Regions from separate parts of the Mus musculus genome. Here region 2 is linked to region 1. A link is a contact called in public HiCAR-type data. All regions are on one chromosome and are shown on one strand. The core of a region is the stretch at or near the end of the contact, and the rest is flanking DNA. Distances in the headings are between cores, read along the strand shown. Region 1 overlaps Palld (palladin, cytoskeletal associated protein). Region 2 overlaps Palld (palladin, cytoskeletal associated protein).

Region 1 (2,881 bases), core at 113-2,612:
GTGACTATCCCAGCAGACACAGAGCACTGGGTCAGAGGGAACTCGGCAAGCGGGAGATCTGCCACCCGGAATATAAAGGAAGATTGTGCCAAGATATAGAGAAAAGACTGAGTTCTTGACGGCAAAACAAAGCCTGAATCTCCACAAGAGAACTAAAGTGACAGTCAGGAGGGGACCACAGAGGGAGAAAGGGTAGGGGAGCCCTGTCCTGAGTGGGCCGATTTGAAGATGGACGGCGTAAGGTTAATCCTAGGCTGTTACAGTGGCCTTGAATTCACACAGCTTCATTTTCTCACTTGTAAAGGGCAAGGGTAGGCCAGGAGCTGCTGGCCAGGGCATGTCTAACACGGGGACCTACGAGGATAGGGTGTGTATGCTAGAAGCAGGTTTCTACTTTTAATCTAGCAGTTTGGGGAGGGCTGATTTGTTGTTTTCAACTGAATTGATTAGTGGCTGATTCCTTCCTTTTTAATTTCATTAATTATTAATTTTATACATGCATGTAATGTATTTTGATCACATCTATCACCCACCACCACCACCACCAAACTCCTTCTACGTTGCTCCCAGCTTATCTCCCTCCCAACTTTATAACTTCTTTTTGTAGCCCACTGAGTTCGATTAGCACTGTCATATGTGTGTGGAGCCATCCAATGGACCATAGGCAACCTACTTGGGGCCACATCCCTGAAGAAAACAAACCCTCCGTCCCACAGAGGCCATCAACTGTCAATGGACACCTCCCTCCCCCCGGCCCCCACTGCAGTGCTGACTGGGTTGATTTGTTCAGGTTGTGCAGGCAACCTCAGCGACTCCAGGTCCATTTACAAATAGCCCCATCCATGTCCAGAAAGCGGCTGTCACAGCAGCCTTCCCTGACCTGTAAGCTTTCGGAGGAGGAGGGTGAGAGGTTCTAATGATGCGGAGGATTTCCCACTGACCTGCATCCCCATCCCCTTCAAGACCTTAAAAAAAAAAAAACAAAAAAAAAAAACAAAAAACAAAACAAAAAAGAAAACTGAGCTGAGGATTTAGTGAGGGATAGAATAAAAAGAAGTTATCTCAAGTTTCCCTTCCAAGGGCACAATACCAATCGCTTTAGAAGTATTCTTCCATGGTGAACAGCTTGAACTCTAGAGGTCGGATTCCAGGGACTGTATCATTAAAATGAAAAGCCATATGTATGGAAAATTCATTAGCTGTCCTAGGACACGACTGTCTCTGATAGTAAACCAACAATTTATTATGACACAGTTTGATTGTGAGCCGAGCCAACTAAGTGACCTGAAATAGTTGAGCCTGCTCCTGATTTTGTCCTTTTTGGGCCAGTGATGGGTCTGACTCACAACTGAGAAACCACTGCCAAATTAAATGTGCTATGCTGGCTCTGATGGGATCATCCACAGACCCAAAGGGCTGAAGAGGAACAGTGGGAAAGCAGGAACTGGTATTTTCTTGTGACTCTCCTGGGTCAGTGCTAAAGTAGGTGACTTGTTAGCTTGACCCTACACAATTAAAACTCTATCTGTGGCTGACAAAAAGACAAATATGAAGAAAGAGTTTCCAATAACACGCTTTCTGCCTTGCTGGTAACAGTGCATGGTGGTTCCCGGCTAGGTGCTACACAACTTCCTTAGTTGTTTCTCTTGCTGCAATTACCTCTGACGATACCGTCGCATGGAATCTTACATCATAGAAACATTCCTTTGGGAACATAGAGAACACCCAGATCATTCCATTGCTTCTCCCAGAAACAGAGAGTAAAACACCTCCACAAAGGAGCTGGTATGGATGCTGGAGAACTCACTGCCAACAATGAAGTGGAAGAAAAAAAAAAAAACCAGGGACTCCAACAGGCCTCACGTAAGACCTGTGTTCGTGGGAAGGAAGGAATCCATTAGTTTCTCTGACTTGGACAAACCTGTCTTCCTTTAGGCCTACTGTGGTTTTAGTGTATACCCTCCCTGTTCCTCCACAATAAAAGAAATTTAAAAAGCATGAAAGCATGTACTGGAAACTTAATTTCTCCCTGAACACAGTTGAGAGTGGAGCGTACTCAGAGGAGCTTAGTCCATGAGCATGGGATGAATGGATTTAATGCTATGATCCCAGGAATGGGTTCCTGCCGAATTGCTACATCCCCATCCACACACGCACACACACATGCATGGATTTCTTTGTCCTTCTACTTTCTATCACAGAGTGATCTAACAAGATGGACCACATCAGATACCAGGCCTGACCTCAATAACTGAGAAAACTACTTTCTTTACTATATAAGTCACCTACTTTGCTGTGTTCTATTAGAGCAACAGCCAATAAACTAAATGCCTTGCCTCTTGTCCAACCCTTTTGTAGTCTAGACTTGGTGTTCATTCTCTTCCACAATAAACTAATCTTTTGGGTCAGAGTAATATGACTGTATTTTTGGAAATATGTGATTTTTCTGTTTAGGGTGACACATTGCTGTAAACAGTTTGGGGCAGCAGAAGTTTTCATCTTCTAAGAGAACTATTGAGGCTATTATATAGACTGTGTTTTTCCAAAATAAAATATACAAACCTAAACTTTGTAAGAGAGTGTCAATTATTTTAATAAGTTTTCTTTTAATATGAAAAATTTAATGGATATATTTTAGAATGGAAATTTTTCTGAATATAGACCCTAATCCCAAAGGAAAAATATTTGGCATATCCACAATTAAAAGAATGGACTTATTTAATGTATAGTTTATATGGCTAATAAACAGTCAACTTACTATTATTGTTTTGTGCCCATTATGAACCCATTATGTGAGGTACACCAGGTCAGTATTGTACAAAGAATCACTGGATTTAAAAAATATGAAGTCCAGAGTTATACCTAAGATTCCCACAAACAT
Region 2 (2,802 bases), core at 190-2,689, 160 kb after region 1:
GCCCATTTCATAGGTGAGTGGGTGAGGCTTAGAGTACATAGTGCTTACCTAAGCCAATCAGAGAGTTGTAATAGTGACTTACATCTGTCTGCAAAGTCACTGTCCTGCTTATAACATCAATTTCTTGGAAATGGAACAGGAAGGTCATGGACAAATGATTAATGTTTTGAAGATTATAGCTAAGATTGATGAGCAAGATATGATTAAGTCTGGTTGCTGGTCATTTTCTAACATGGTGGGTGGACTCTAACTGGTGGTTCTGGCTACTGAGAGCCATGCTGGGACACAAGGAAGACATTTTAAGGTGCTCAGAGGCAGCGTATTAAAGTGAAGTCCCTTCTCATTCTCTCTGCACCACATCCATCAGTACAAACCAACCAAGAACAAGTGGAGCATAGTGTCCTGCTTGCCCCTCCCATCAGATAAAGAGGGCTCTATCTCTTTGAACAGAAATGTTCCCATTCCTTTTTCAATCACCATATCCTCCAGGAGCCGTTAGTAATTCTAAAGCTCCTAATTCTCCCTGTCTTGTAATTCTTTCCTACCCATAAGGTGTGTTAGTGATTCTTTTACTTTAGATCTTGACAAAGTGTTAGTTATTATTATCATTATTATTAAGATGGGGTCTTATATAGCCAAGACTTGCCTTGAATTCTTTATATAACCAAGGATGCCCTTGAATTTCTGATCTTTCTTCCTCCACTTCCTAAGTGCTAAGATTATAGGTATATACACCATGCCTGGTTTATGCAGAGCCAGCTATTGAATCCAGGGCTTTGAGAACGTTCGGGAAGCACTCTACCAACTTGTAGAGAGAATATCTTATGCCTGTATGCATGTGGCACCGTCAACAGTAAAGCTGCATGCCTATGGCGTAGGCAGGAAATAGGAGGTGGAACACCTGAGAGGCAGAAAGGGTTCTGGGATAGTGCCAAGTGTGTCAGATTCACCCAGGAAGATGCGACAGAGTTCAGACACATGGTGCTTGAGCACAGGTAACCCGCTATGTGGCAGAATGTAGATTAGAATAAATGGGTTATTTTAAATCATGACCTAGTCAGAGAAGAGCCTAGCTGTATGGCCAAGATATTTGTAAATATATTTTAAGTCAGAGTCTTATTTCTGGGAGCATGGGGCTGGGAGGAAGACCCACCTAACTTTTATTACAACAGAGCCGCACCCTTAGCCCCTCAATGCTCACCTCTACTAAGGCAAGACCCAAACTTCAGAGAGTTCAGAGTTCCCACTGAGCACTGGCATGTCACTTTTTCTCATTCCTCACTGTGTTCTGTGTTTAGACACTCTCCTGGGCCAGGCTTCTTTCTGCACTTGGTTGTAAGAAAAAGGGCTTTATTTTCCTTTCAAAATAGTCGACAGAGGCCTGCTGGAAGTGAGGAATATGACTAAGTGATTTCTTAAAGTCCTTTCCAGCCAGTGATTCATCAGACACAGAATTTTAACTTGGACTGGTCTACTGGTATTCTGAGCCAAATGTCTCATTTCTGCAAATGAGGAGAGTGAGGTCTGTAGAGGTCAAGAGTTGTGGGGGGCTGCCTGCTACAGTGGAAAGAATATGGGACTTGACGTTTACAGAGGTCTGAGTTTGAGACCAAATACCAACAGTGACTTGCTGTGTGACCTTGAAAACATCAATAACCCCCGTACCTTACTCCAGTTTCCACAACTGTACAGTAGAGATAACGCCACCTTCTCTGTTTGCTGTCTAGTGTCAGCCTAAGGACACTACATCTAAGAACAGGATAAAACATAGTTCAAACCTGCCCCCTATGTTAAAATTTTAATGTAATCTGTCCAAGGTTACTTGGTGGCAAACAGAATCAGCATCTTCAGTTCCAGTGTCACTTAATTCTCATCATCCAGTATGTCTCCTCAATGTTTTTCCCATAAGCCATCATGCTAATCCGATCTCCATGTGCTTTCTTTTAAGCTGCTTACTGCACATAGGCCCCAACTGTAGGACTCCAGATTGGCTTAGCCAGACTGCAGAGCACCAAGTTGTTAGAGACATCTCAAGCAGCCTTCCATTATCTTGTAGTGATGGCTCTCAGATGCCAAGCTCATGATGGCCAGCCGATGGGTTGAGTTCCCAAGTGAGCTTTCTAGGTAGCTTAGCTTCTTCAACCAGATTCATAACATCAAGCCGGAACATGAGCGCTGTCTTCTGATTAGCACTGAGTGGACTACCAGGTTCGAGCACATACTTTGGATTAAAACAGAATGGATGTAACCAGCAGAATGAAGTAATACCAGGCATTCATACTGGAGAGAGATTTGGGAACTTGCTCGGTGGTGATAGCTGGTTGACAGCACCAATCTGCGATAGCTTGCTTAGAAGGGGGTGGTAGATTGATCTCACAAATGAAACATGGGTCCAAGGTTATGTGTTTCCAAGGACCACTAATGAGAAGAGGTCACTGGTCTCTGAGCTCATTCACCATTATTTGTGAATTAGGAAAGATTACATGTTTCGTTTGGCTCCACTATTAATCACAGGGTATACTGAATCCTCAGGAGGCTGACCCAAATCATTTCTTCCACTTATCAAGTAACATGTACCTCCACAAAGACATTCTGTGACCTTCTGTTCAACCTGCCTTTGCTTCTTGTGTAACTGATTCTCCTCCAGACTTAGTATTGGAGATCCTTCTTCCATATATTGGGAAGAGTGGGACTGCTTCTTTAACAATGAGCCAACGAGTGCAGCCAGCAGATTCACGTTCCCCTGTCCTTTTGAGCATGAAAAAGTTTAACAATTTCCAGAAATAAGGGGAAGGTCAAGCT

The links. HiCAR-type assays count read pairs that join an accessible place to other places.
Region 2: a HiCAR-type map of fibro-adipogenic progenitors shows a contact between it and region 1, with 2.7 times the contacts expected there. The contact joins two enhancer-like sites. A contact is called at or near these places in 8 of 484 Hi-C or Micro-C datasets (adipose-derived mesenchymal stem cells, embryonic fibroblasts, muscle stem cells and 3 more), 4 of 115 datasets of contacts at active chromatin or transcription factors (astrocytes, extraembryonic endoderm stem cells, fibro-adipogenic progenitors and 1 more) and 1 of 9 other capture datasets (adipose tissue).

What each region holds. Positions count from the first base shown.
Region 1 is chr8:61,595,754-61,598,634 of GRCm38.p6, forward strand. The region is part of intron 10 of Palld (palladin, cytoskeletal associated protein); the gene reads right to left. Among named protein-coding and RNA genes, the nearest start is that of Gm35254, 23 kb to the right of the region's middle. Within about 2 kb of position 1,363, at least 13 of the 459 cell types and tissues checked have an H3K27ac peak or open chromatin away from gene starts, as enhancers often do. A contact at or near this core is called in fibro-adipogenic progenitors and muscle stem cells, where this site is marked.
Region 2 is chr8:61,753,957-61,756,758 of GRCm38.p6, forward strand. All of the region lies in intron 2 of Palld (palladin, cytoskeletal associated protein), which reads right to left. Among named protein-coding and RNA genes, the nearest start is that of Gm51576, 70 kb to the left of the region's middle. Within about 2 kb of position 1,440, at least 36 of the 459 cell types and tissues checked have an H3K27ac peak or open chromatin away from gene starts, as enhancers often do. A contact at or near this core is called in fibro-adipogenic progenitors and muscle stem cells, where this site is marked.